3 separate regions of the Mus musculus genome follow, and regions 1 and 3 are each linked to region 2. The links are chromatin contacts, called in public promoter capture Hi-C and targeted proximity ligation maps. All regions are on one chromosome and are shown on one strand. The core of a region is the stretch at or near the end of the contact, and the rest is flanking DNA. Distances in the headings are between cores, read along the strand shown. Region 1 overlaps Gm41805 (a long non-coding RNA gene). Region 2 holds the start of Tmem223 (transmembrane protein 223). Region 3 has its middle 21 kb from the start of Scgb1a1.

Region 1 (4,097 bases), core at 988-3,487, 330 kb before region 2:
ACCTTCAGACCCTTTAGTGCTGTTAGGGCTCTGAGGCTGCACCACACACAAGCCAGCTTCTGAGTCCACCTCTGTTTCAAGGCTTCCTGGGAGTCACATGGGAGGCAGCTGTGTCCAAGCCTCAGAGAAGCAGCCTGAGGAATGAGGAAACCCCACCTTCTTTCTTGGAATCTGTGCTTCTCAGCCGGTCTGTCACTAGACCTCCCAGGATCCTCACTCTGAAAGACCGAAGACTGGTAGTACCCTCTCCAGTGCTGTAATGGCCAATTACTTACTGCATGGGAAATCCCTAGATACCACGCAGCATGTGTTAGTCATTATTATATATTATCATCCCAAACCACACCAACCAGACCACCCTTTGTTTTCCAATCCCCTTCCATGCTTCAAGGTTATCAGCCTGCATCTTTACCATGGGCCGCTGGCTGTGTAGTGTGGTCCAGAACTCAGAAGGCTGAGGCAGGGAGGCTCAGGCCATCCTCAAGTACAGAGTAAGAATCGCGTCTATATAGACAAACAAATAACTAAATAAGCCACTGCTCTGTGGCCTCAGAAGTTAACATGGACTATTTTGACCCTTCCCTTAAGCTGGCAGGGACTCTGCTGTTCCCTGCATGGGTGTCCACACAAAGGAGAATATCGGATTCATATTCTATGGTTTAGGGAACATTTTCACTTCTGGTTCTACAATATGGAGTAGACAGGGCATTAACCATCACTCTTTAGTTCTAAATGAGCCCTACCAGGCAGAGCACAGTTGAAGTCAGGGATAGAGACCTAGCATCTAACACACAGGATAACTGCACAGTGGAGACTTGCACCCCAGCTCTGCCTGATTCTAATCCCCATTTGTTTAAATTTTTTCCCCTCAGCAACAAGCTTGGTCACAATCACTTAAGTGTATCCTCCTTCAAAAAAGAAGTTCAGATGTCAGAAGAATTAGAGACAGTCACACAATGAAAAGCAGATGTCCTGCCCCTTGTCCCTGGAGCAGCTCCCAGGAAAGGGAGGAAAACTGGCTGATGGGTGGCCCCTGCAGCCACCCCACCCATGAGCTCAGCTCCTGGCACGTAGTTCTTCTTCATGAAGAAGTGGGCCTCCTGGGCCCAGAAGAGACAGACACACGAAGAGCTGGGGCCAGACCACAAGGCTGCTCACTCTGGGGGTCAGAATAAGGAGTGTCCAAGGCCGGCCAGCCATATTTTCACTAACTCTATCCTTAACTACCCTGGAAGGCAGATGCTATGCCTGTTTTTCACATGAGAAGTCTTTCTTTGGTTCTTTTCTGAGGTAGGGCCTCACTGGGTAGCCCTGGCTTACATGGAACTCACTATTATGTAGACCAGGGTGGCCTCCAATTCACAATGGTCTCTCTGCCCCGTCCCTGCCCCTGCCTCGGCTGCTACCTCCCAAGGGCTAGGATTACAGGTACACACCACCACACCCAGCTATGTGGCTTTCCAAACTAACAATCAGGAATACAAGAATATGAACATGGCCTGTCGGACTCCACAGTCGGGCCAACCTACAAATGTGATCTCCACTTTGTGACTTTTACCTCTGGTACTCTGGTCAAACCAGAATGAAGCTGTTTTCAGAGCAGAAGCTACACATTCCTTGCTGTAGCTGAGTGTCCAACTCACAGGGGCAGGATTCCCTTACTCATCCGGGTCTTTAGGGACCCAACCACTATAAAGGCTCTAAGATAGAATTACCAGAAAGGCCAGGGCCTTGGGGAGGAAGACAGAGCAAGCAAGGCTCATTAGGATGGTAGTTGGGTAGCAAGAAGGTAAAGGCAAAATAGGGAGCAGGCACAAGACATGACTGAGGGCCCTGTTTCAGGGCCCCAGGTAAGCAAGACCCCTCTGGAGGGCTGTTTCTGTAACTGACATGACCACCTCCATGACAGGGAAGGCCTGGGGTTTTTAGTTCAGAGCAACCCAAGCAAGGGAGGCAGAGGCTGAACCCAAGCCTATGTCTCCTGGTGGTGTGTAGGATCTAAGTTCCTAAACTCCAGGAGAGGCACTGCTCTCATTTAACAAACCACAGCCACAGCCACCAAGCAGGAACAGTGCAATCGAACTCCACCCAAGCCAACCCTCCCTCCATCTGGTGCCCAGAGCACAGCACAAGTTTCTAAAAGACTCGGGGAGCTGAGCAGCACAAGTGCCTGGCTTTGCCTTCACACCCAGAACCACCCTAATGTCCCCAGGAGCCACTGTGGTTTCTCTTGTGTGTCCTGCCCACCGAACTGTAAACCCTCATCCTTTTACCCATGATGCTGCTCTCTACCCAACAGTACACGTTGACCCAACAGACTTTGTCTAACAACTTGAGTCTCCTTCCTGGAAATCACTCCATTATCATTAGCATCTGACCCCAGCAGCAATACCAAACTTGATACTTGTCTCCATCTTAACAATCATACAGTGAATAAAGGAACAGTAGAGAGATGGAGATGCAGCTCTGTTAGTAGAGTGCTGGCTTAGCGTGGGTGGATGAGGCCCTGGGTACAATCTCTATCACCAAATAACCCAGAGCTAGTAATGCACATCTATAATACCAGCAATTTGAGAGGTGGGGACAGAAAAGTCAGCATTCAACGTCATCCTCAAGTTCAAGGCTTGGGATACCTGAGGCTATGTGGAGGTGGGAAGGGTATGCCCTGCAAGATGGCTGAAGACAAGGATGGTGCTTTCTGTGCCAGCATGGTAAGCTGGGATAGATCTCTGGAACCCCTAAATAATGTGGAAGGAGAGAATAGACTCCACAAAATTGTCCTCCAACTTTCACATGCAGGGGGTGGGGGAAGAGAAGAGAGGGAGGCAGGCAGGGAGGGAGGAAAGAAGGAAGGAAGAGCAGCAGAGACCTCTTCCAGCTCAGCCATTTCTTCCTTCTTGGCAAAGTCTGTCCTAGCCCCACGAGACCCAGCTCAAAGGCACGCGAAGACTTTCACATCAACTCGGAAGTCACAATTTCATCCTCTGAGAAATTCTTTTCTTTCTTTTTTTTTATTCTATTTATTTACTTACCTATTTATTTTGAGACAGGGTCTCTCTACACAGCCCTGGTTGTCCTGGAATTCACTACACAGACCAGCTCGCCTTGAACTCACAGAGGTCGTCCTACCTCTGCCTTCAGAGTACTTGGATTAAAAGCTTGTGCCATCCGGCCCAGCACACGCTGAGCAATTTTAAAGAAAGTACTCATGATCCATCTATCTCCCACACTACCATGAGATCCTTGAGGTAGCACCACGCTGCTGGGCCCAACAGTCCCCATCACAGAAAGCTTTGGACTCCCTGTTCCTTAATGGAGTCTGACAGTCCTCTAAAATAAGGACCCTGACACTGAGAATCCATAGTAGAAGGAGAAAACTGACTCAGTTGTCCTCTGAACTCCACATCATGGCACATCCAGAGTAAATAATAATACTAATTTAATTTTAAGATGTCTACCTGTTCAGTACAGACACAGATTCTCCTTTTGAACGGCTTTCTCCTCTGAGAACTGGAGGAGAATCGAACTGGCACTGGGCAGACAGTGAGGGGAAGAGCCTCAGAGTTACCCTACTCAAGACTACAGAACTTTTCACACAAAGCCAGACCTTTGAAGGAAAAGAAGAAAAAGAGGGTTTAATTACCTCTGCCAGGAGTGAACTGTAAAAGGCCTTCTTCAGCAGCTTGGACTATAGAAGAGGTGATCACACAAGAGGTTAAGGTGACATTTTGCAGTAACTGCTTTCTGTTTCCCAAAGTTCTAGCACTCCCTTCCAGAACAAATTCTTCTCCTTCAAAATTCTGTGAAACCAAGCTCTGCTGGCAAAGAAAGACAAAGAAATAAAGTATGACTTCTCAGCTGCATGTGGTGGCTTGCACCTGTAATCTAAAGATCAGAGTATTGGGGCAGGACGAGTTCCACCTTAAGGCTAGCATGGGCTACATAGTGAATTCCAGCCAGCCTGAGCTATAGAGTGAGACACTGCCTCAAAGACGGGAGGACAACAGAGATGGCTATGCTGGCTGGTTTTATGTCAACTTGAGACAAGCTAGCTTCATCAGAGAGGAAGGGTCCTCAGTTTAAGAAAATGCCTCCAT
Region 2 (3,736 bases), core at 187-2,686:
GCTGTTAGTGAATTCTGGGCACCTTTTTATTGTCCTGGTAGTCTCCTCATCCCTAAGGGTTTTGCATCGTCTGAGAAGGGTAAGCCATTTTTCACAGGCTCCGGTAGGCACCCACAGTGTTATCAAAGAGTTGAGTGTTGGGAAAGTGTCCAGCTTTGTCCAAAAGGAAGTAGAAGCGCCGGCCTTTGACTTTCAGAGGCAGCATAGCAGGAACTTCACCTCTGTGAGCCATGCAGGAAATCTGGTTCAAGGGAACTGTGAAACAGGTACCCAAGCCAAAGGGGGCATAGGTGGTCAATGTCACCTGCTGCCCTCCTGCAAGGAGCATGACAGACCGCACAGATCGGAGTGAGTAGAGGAGACCAGCACCAAGGACCAAGACTCCTGCAGGGAGGCAAAGTGGGGTAAAAGGTTATACAGACACCCCCACCCCCACCCCTTAGAGTCAAATTACTGTAATGGAAGTAACAGTTTTGAGCAATTACACTCTAAAACTCTAAAAGGTTCCTAAATCCTTTTTTTTTTTTTTTTTTTTAAGAAAGGTAGCTAGGCAGTGGTGGTGCACGCAATCACTAGGGAGGCAGAAACAGTTGAATCTCTGACCCAGCCTGGTCTACAGAGTGAGTTCCAGGGCAGCCAGAGCTGAGAAACCGTGTCTTGAAAAAACAGACAGGGTCTATTATTCCATGCTGGCTGCAAGCTTGCTATATGTTCAATAACTTTTAATTTGTGATCTTCTGTCCAAATCCAGATTACATCTGGATGCCATCATATATGTTAGGCAGTGTTGGGTTCTAAACCCTAGACCTCATGCATACTAGGCAAGCAGTCTTAGAAACCAAACTGAGCCACGTCCCCCACCCCATCGACATTTTTATAGATAGCCAGCTCTATTGTTAAACGGAGAAAATGCATTTGTGGCTTCAAAAACCTGCTCGTGGCTAGTATGAGGGGCAGATCTTGGCCTACTGTATGCAGGGTGAGGGTGCAAGGCATTCAGGGACTTTATTACACCGCACCCATATCGTGTGTCCCACTTACTTTTTTGGAAGCCCCTTTTTGCTAAGTGAGCGTTGTGCTCACAGCCCCACAGCAATCTGGAGCCCAAGCGCTTACCCATCGTGCCGCAACCAACAGCCAGCCCGTAGCGCCAGAGTGCGGAGCGCAGGTCCTGGTAGCTCCGGTTCGGAGCCTCCGCAGGTACTCGGCTCAGAGGTCTGGACAAGGCTGCAACAGCCAGGGAGGTCCAGAAGATGCCCTGACCCGCACAAAACAGTCCAAGGATGGCAAAGAAGCGGCCCCGCTCGTGCCGGAAGAGCAGCACATCCCGTGGGACGCCATTTTGCAAATACCGGGGCACATTTTGGGACCGCAGCACAGACAAAAGGTGGCTGACATTCCGCAGCGGCACAGACGCCACCATGGCGGCGCACTTCCGTCTCCGGGGCGGGACTTCCTATCACGGCGAACTTGCCCACCCCTCCTGCATTGAGGGAAACAAGCCAGTAATGGGACACAAACTACAATATCACTCTTTATCTTAAAAAGTAAAGGGAATCCTGGGGTTAAGTACACAGAGCACCTAAGTCCTTCGGGTAGTTTAGTGTCAGCTCTACAAAGTAAGCTTTGGCTTCCTGGCACCATGAGGCTCAATCTTCCGGAAGTCTTCTCTAAGTCTTCCAGAAGGTAGGTGAGGAGGATGAAGCAGCCCTTCCTCCTCAGTCACAGTTACAGGGTGGCCTCGGGCTGGACAGGAGACGGCAGATGACAGCCAGACAATATTATCCAGGGGCTATTTACAAGGGGACTTTTCTTGTGATCATTTCATAAACGCTACTTCTGGAATCTCTCCCTTGGCCTGCAGAAAGATAAAATGTAAGTAGAACCAGGCACCTCTCTCCCACCTTCCCTGCCCAGCTACTGTAGACTCCCTGGCTGTCCTGGCATTCTCTATGTAGACCAGGCTAGCCTCAAACTCAGAGATCTGGCTCCCTCCTTCCTCCCAAATGCTGGATTAAAAGGCAAGTATCACCACACCCAGCCTTCATCTGACCCTTGTTAAAGGCTCAAGAGATCCATTTTTAGCAATAAAAAAAATTCCCATACTTTACCTTGAGAAGAGTGAAGGCCTGAGCAGATCTGGTGTAGTCCCAGTTATTGTCTTGAAGGCACCTAGAGTATGATTAAAATAGGAAGCCACATAAGAACCAAAATGCAGTCAGTCACCAAAATCCAACCTATAGAAAAAGTCACCAATGTTTTTCATTAAGTTTACACAGGGTCACACCACTTGTACAAATGAAACATAAAATGTTTACCAAAAACAACCAACGTGTAGTTTTACACTGGTAGGGAAGGATTTACACGGTTTAAAAACTATGTTCCAGCTGGGCAAGGCTTTTAATCCTATCACTCTGGAGAAGCTGAAGCAGGGAGGTATCTGTTTGAGGTAAACCTGGACTACAAAGTGACTTCCAAGCAGCGAAGGCACAAGTGAGACCCTGACTCAAATATAGAACCATATATAAAAAGACTTTGGTACTAGGTATGCACCTATAGTTCTAGCTCCCTTGGAATGCTCAGGCTCACTGGAATCTAGGACTTGGTAAGGAGTTGAGCCGGGTGTGGTGGCACATGCCTTTAATCCCAGCACTCGGGAGGCAGAGGCAGGGGGATTTCTGAGTTCGAGGCCAGCCTGGTCTACAGAGTGAGTTCCAGGACAGCCAGAGCTATACAGAGAAACCCTGTCTCGAAAAAACAAAAAACAAAACAAACAAAAGCCAAAGATGGCGTGGTGGCACACACCTTTAATCCCGGCAGGCGGATCTCTGAGTTCGAGGCCAGCCTGGTTTACAAAGTGAGTTCCAGGACAGCCAGGGAAAACAGAGAAACTGTCTCAAAAAAAACCCAACCAACCAACAACAAAACTTGGCAGCCAGGTCTGCTGGCTCATGCCTTTAATGCCTTCAAGGCCAGACAAGAGTACATAGTAAGACCGTGTTTGAAAAGGGCTCAGTGGCAGCGACTGTGCAGCATATGTGAAGTCTAGGTCTAATCTGTAATTCCAATTGGGGAAGAGGGGAGCCACAGGTAGCTAGGAAGGGGACAGAAAACCAAATCTTCATTTGTGCTTTAAATATTTAAAAATAACCTATGCAGAATTCTTAGTAGGAATCTTTTTATCAAAGCACTATATAATTCACTGTCAGGCCATCCCCTTGTTCCTCCTATCTATGATCAGCACTCACTTCTGAGACCACTCAAGGTTCATGCCAGACTGGGTAGAAAATGCTTGCAACATTTCCTGCTGTTCTGGGGAAAGCGTGGGTACTGGACTGGAGGAAGGTGTGGGTGCAGACATGGCGAAGGCTCTTTGGATTTCTTCAGGGCTGGCATTCCGCACAAATAATTCATCATTTACAATACATAGCCTTGGAGACAAAAAAAAAAAAATCTTAAATAAATGGACAAATAACCTCACCTTTCTACACTGTCTCTGTTTGCAGATCTGTTTAATATCCACATGCCCCTCTCAAGTTACCTTTTCTCATTTATCCTTGACTATAGACGAGGCGTTTAGGATTATCTTACAAACACACTAGAATTATATACTCACTCTCTAACATACTGATAGTTGTTAGTTACTTAATACACTTCTATTGCTTTTCTGCAATTTCCAAAACTACCTGAGGAATATCTTTACCTTCCAACTATCATATTGCTTTCCTGGCACTGA
Region 3 (3,981 bases), core at 844-3,343, 300 kb before region 2:
AGCTCTAGGAATAACATGTCTACCACCAATGTTCCACCAATAAAAAGGACTAAAGAGACATGTCTGTTCTGGGCTGCCAGGTTACCCTCTTCTAGAGTTCACATTGCAGTGGGGAGACACTATAAAAAAGACAATAAATAAAAATCTTCATATTGTGTGACCAGGCATGTAGCTCCATTAGGGCAATGCTTGCCTGGCATGTCCAAAGTCTTTGGTTCGATCACCAGCAACACGTAAATCAGCCATAGTGGCTCACATCCATAATAGTAGCATAGGAGGTGGAGGCAAAAAGATCAGAAGTTCAGGATCATCATCAGCTACAAATCAAGTATATTCCAGGCCAGCCTGGGGTAGGTGAGACCGAACGTGAGGTCAGGACACAGGCTGAATGAAAAGAAACAGTTGGTTAAGACCGTGTAAAATGCATCTGCCTTTTCTCAGAAAAGTGCCCCATCTCAGTGACAATCATCTGATTGTCCCTGTGGATCCTTCAAAGCATGGAGATCTACTATCCTACCTTGGTTCAAAACTTTTACCCTCAGGCTGAGGAGATAGCTTAGTGGAGGTAAAGTGCTTGCCATGCAAATGAGAATAGCTAAATTCAGTCCCCAGGACCCGTGCAATCCCAGCACCAGCAAGGCAGAAACATGCAGGTCACTAGGGCTCAGCAGCCAGCCATGTAAATGGGGTTGTGGAACCTGCTTGGGTGGTAAGTAGTGATCTAGCAGGGAAGACTTAACTGGGATTTAAAGATTGGAAAGACGTGGGCCAAGCAAAGCCAAGAAAGAGCATCCTGACAGACAGTGAGAACCCTGGTAGAGCATGGGAGGAAAGACTAGCTACATCTAGGGGAGTACAAGGGTGCCAAGATAAAGAAAATGACTTACATAGGGGCTATTGAGGAAGCTGAGATCTGAGATAGAACTTTAGACAGCACAGAAAGTGAGTAGTCATGCCGAAAGTGCCAGGCAGCTGGAAGTCAAGGTGGAGAGGCAGATTTGTAGCCCTGGAGACCCCTGTGGTTGAAATGCAGAACCTGCATGAGAGGCAGAGAAACTGTGAAGAGAAGCGGAGGTGGCTGCACAGAAGCCCCATGTGGGGATTTCCAAAGTAGTAATGGTGTTGCCCTCAGGGGGCAGGAGGAGCGGGTGGGGAGATGAGGAGCACGGAGGAGCGGGTGGGGAGGTGGGAGCACCCACAGTTCATCACGGTTTTGTTTCTGCCTGGACCACAGTGGCGCTCACAGGAGGAGAAGCAGCTTCCAGAGAGGGGAAGGGAATCATTCTGGATTCCGGTTTTGACTTCTATTGTATAAATGCTGAATTTGCCTGCCAAGAAAAGAGGGTAGCAGCACACACCTGTAACTCCAGCACTCAGGAGACTAAGGCAAAAGGACTGCTGAGAGACCCAGGCCCACCTGAGCTACAAGCTGAGATTTGTTTCCAAACAAAACAAAATTCAGGCAAAAAAAACTCAGACATATAAGACCAAAACAAAAAAAAAAAATTTTTTAAGAATTTTAATTTAAAAACAGGGAAGCTAATTAACTAGAAATGACCAGCCTAGAAGTGAGATTAGACATCACACAGGTGGATATGTTCCTCTGAACAAAGGCAGAAAAGAAAACAAAGGGATGTGTTTGAGTTTTTAGGGGAGAGAAAGCTTTTTCTTCACTTCTCCTTGTGGTGTTAAATTGTCACAGCCTATCAACTCTAAATCCAAAACATTCCTAAAATCTATCTCTCTCTACTTCCATCTGTAACCCTCCCAGTGCTCATGAGTTCTCCACTAATGAATTTGAGTCAGTTGCTGCCTCTGCTCCCTTCAGCTCATCTTCCACTATGGCGTTTGTGAGATGAACACATACCCACATACCCAAATACACACACACATACCCACATACCCAAACACATACATACACGCATACACACTAAGCTGCAGCAGAAACACAGAGCGGAAAGAAAGGGATGAACTCAGAGAAACCACTGTGGAACAACACAGATTTTCCCAGGCCTGAGCTAGAGAAGCACCAGCTGCTGGGAGAGCCAGGTGTCTAGACTGGTTACCAAGGCAACCAAAGAGTGCACTAGCAGATGCAGAGAGCACACCCTCTTCTTCACCCTACAGTGACAGGAACGGCTTTATGAGCCCAGTTTACTGGTTCCAACCCATGCGATTTTACTGGTACCACCCAGCACCTGGCATACCAGGGGACACTCTAAAGTGGGAAACAGCCACAAAAGTCACAATGACTAACCCTTACTGCGTTGTTATAGTGTTCCAGGCACTGTGCCAAGTGTTTTACATGAATAAAATATCTATGAAGTTAAGATCAGACATGAAGACACCAAGGTTTAGGGAGATTGAGGAACGGTTAACAGCATTAACTTCCTGTTTGGACAGCTGGCTTGTCTCCGCCCTTCTGCTGAGTGAATGGGCTCTGTGGACTCTCCTAGCTCAGCTCTAAGGTAGGATTAAATAAGATGAGTCATGTTGAAGCATTTTAGCTAATGCCTAGCACAAAAATCATGGTTTCTATTGATCACTATAATTGCTGTTATGATTGATGGTTAGGATGTCGATCAAAACAAAAGCAAACTCATGTCTCTTTCTTACATGAAAACCACCAGTGGCTTCCTGCTCCTCACAGGAAGGTCTCACTATACCCTGCCTGCTGTAAAACACTCCAGCTGTGCTATGCCACACAGAACTTGCTAGACATGCTCTGCATGCTACTGCTGCCTCCCTGCCTAGAACATCCTCACTTTCCCAAAAGGAAGAAAGGTAGGCTGTCCAGCCTAGGGGCTGAGAAGATAAAGTGACTGCCATACAAGTATAAAGAACAGCCAGGCGTGGTGGCGCATGCCTTTAATCCCAGCATTTGGGAGGCAGAGGCAGGTGGATTTCGGATTTCTGAGTTCGAGGCCAGCCTGGTCTACAAAGTGAGTTCCAGGACAGCCAGGGCTATACAGAGAAACCCTGTCTCGAAACAAAACAAAACAAAACAAACAAACAAACAAACAAGTATAAGAAGCTAAGTCTAAAACCCCAGCACTCACATAAAAGCTGGTGGCATTGCTCATAACCCCAGCCCTTTGGTCTTACTGGCAGGCTTTACTGACCACCCCGCTCCAGAGTCTACAGAGTGAGTCCCAGGACAGCCAGAGCTACACAAAGAAACCCTGCCTCAAGAAACCAAACCAAACCAAACAAAAGTCATTGTGGATGATCAAGGAAGACACCAGACATTGACCTCTGGCCTCCTCATGAATATGGACACACACATAAATTCACAGTAAAGGCTGGGGAAGAAACTCCAAGAAAAGCAAATGTCTTAGAACCACTTTTTAGTGGAGTTTTAGTTGTATCAAGGACAGGTCTGGGTCTCATCTCTTTTCTACCAAAACTTCAGGTCAATCCTTGGAACAAGAATGCAGTTTAAAGGAAGCTAAGAGCATAAGGTATTTATGGCATAAGCCTAAGGCAAGATATGGGGTCAGAGGGAGGCTGTTCTAGCCTCGTTCCCTCCCAGAAACTTCCTCATTCCCAGACACTTATCTTCTGTTGTTTCACACCTTTTCCAGTCAGCCAAGTGATGGGACTATTGCTGGTAATTGCTTAGAATCATTTATTGGAATTAGTAGTAGTAGTAGTAGTAGTAGTAATAGTAGCAAAACCAGTAACAAAAAAGGAAAAGAAACCTAATCTCAAGGATAGGTGGCCTCTGATGGATAATTAGCCACATATTCCCATGAAACATGCTCAATGTGTCACAGGCCCAACCCAAAGAGAACAATAGTATAGTTAAGAATTTCTGAGCGCTTCCTTCATCCAGGACACTTTCCCTTTGTAATCTCATGTCACCTTTATGTGACATTATGATTCTCATGGCTCTGTTGCCCTGCTTTCAGCATGAGGGAGGCTGAGGCTAAGTTCAGACACCTAGCCAGGGAGAAAAGCTGGAACTGGGTAGCCTGAACC

The links. Promoter capture Hi-C pulls out the DNA fragments that hold promoters and counts their contacts.
Region 1: a contact with region 2 is called in a promoter capture Hi-C map of pre-B cells. A contact is called at or near these places in 14 of 39 promoter capture datasets (the 3T3-L1 cell line, the C10 cell line, the HPC-7 cell line and 8 more), 7 of 484 Hi-C or Micro-C datasets (the 63-12 cell line, B cells, differentiating embryonic stem cells and 1 more), 18 of 130 datasets of targeted methods (T-cell acute lymphoblastic leukemia, astrocytes, bone marrow-derived macrophages and 12 more) and 4 of 9 other capture datasets (adipose tissue, embryonic stem cells, liver and 1 more).
Region 3: a targeted proximity ligation map of effector CD8 T cells shows a contact between it and region 2, with 14 read pairs. A contact is called at or near these places in 4 of 39 promoter capture datasets (the C10 cell line, liver, maxillary cranial neural crest and 1 more), 1 of 484 Hi-C or Micro-C datasets (B cells), 9 of 130 datasets of targeted methods (the 230-238 cell line, bone marrow-derived macrophages, effector CD8 T cells and 4 more) and 2 of 9 other capture datasets (adipose tissue and liver).

The regions. Positions count from the first base shown.
Region 1 is chr19:9,102,266-9,106,362 of GRCm38.p6, reverse strand. It overlaps Gm41805 (a long non-coding RNA gene), which reads right to left. Exons shown (of 3, transcript XR_877715.2): 3 at 3,652-3,815. Among named protein-coding and RNA genes, the nearest start is that of Gm41805, 4.5 kb to the right of the region's middle.
Region 2 is chr19:8,768,696-8,772,431 of GRCm38.p6, reverse strand. Tmem223 (transmembrane protein 223) reads right to left here and starts at 1,436. Exons shown (of 2, transcript NM_025791.1): 1 at 1,117-1,436; 2 at 1-384. The coding sequence starts at 1,423. The coding sequence ends at 92. Nxf1 (nuclear RNA export factor 1) reads right to left here. Exons shown (of 21, transcript NM_016813.2): 19 at 3,249-3,431; 20 at 2,112-2,172; 21 at 1,522-1,858. The coding sequence ends at 1,820.
Region 3 is chr19:9,064,508-9,068,488 of GRCm38.p6, reverse strand. It overlaps a transcript of Ahnak not described here. Among named protein-coding and RNA genes, the nearest start is that of Scgb1a1, 21 kb to the left of the region's middle.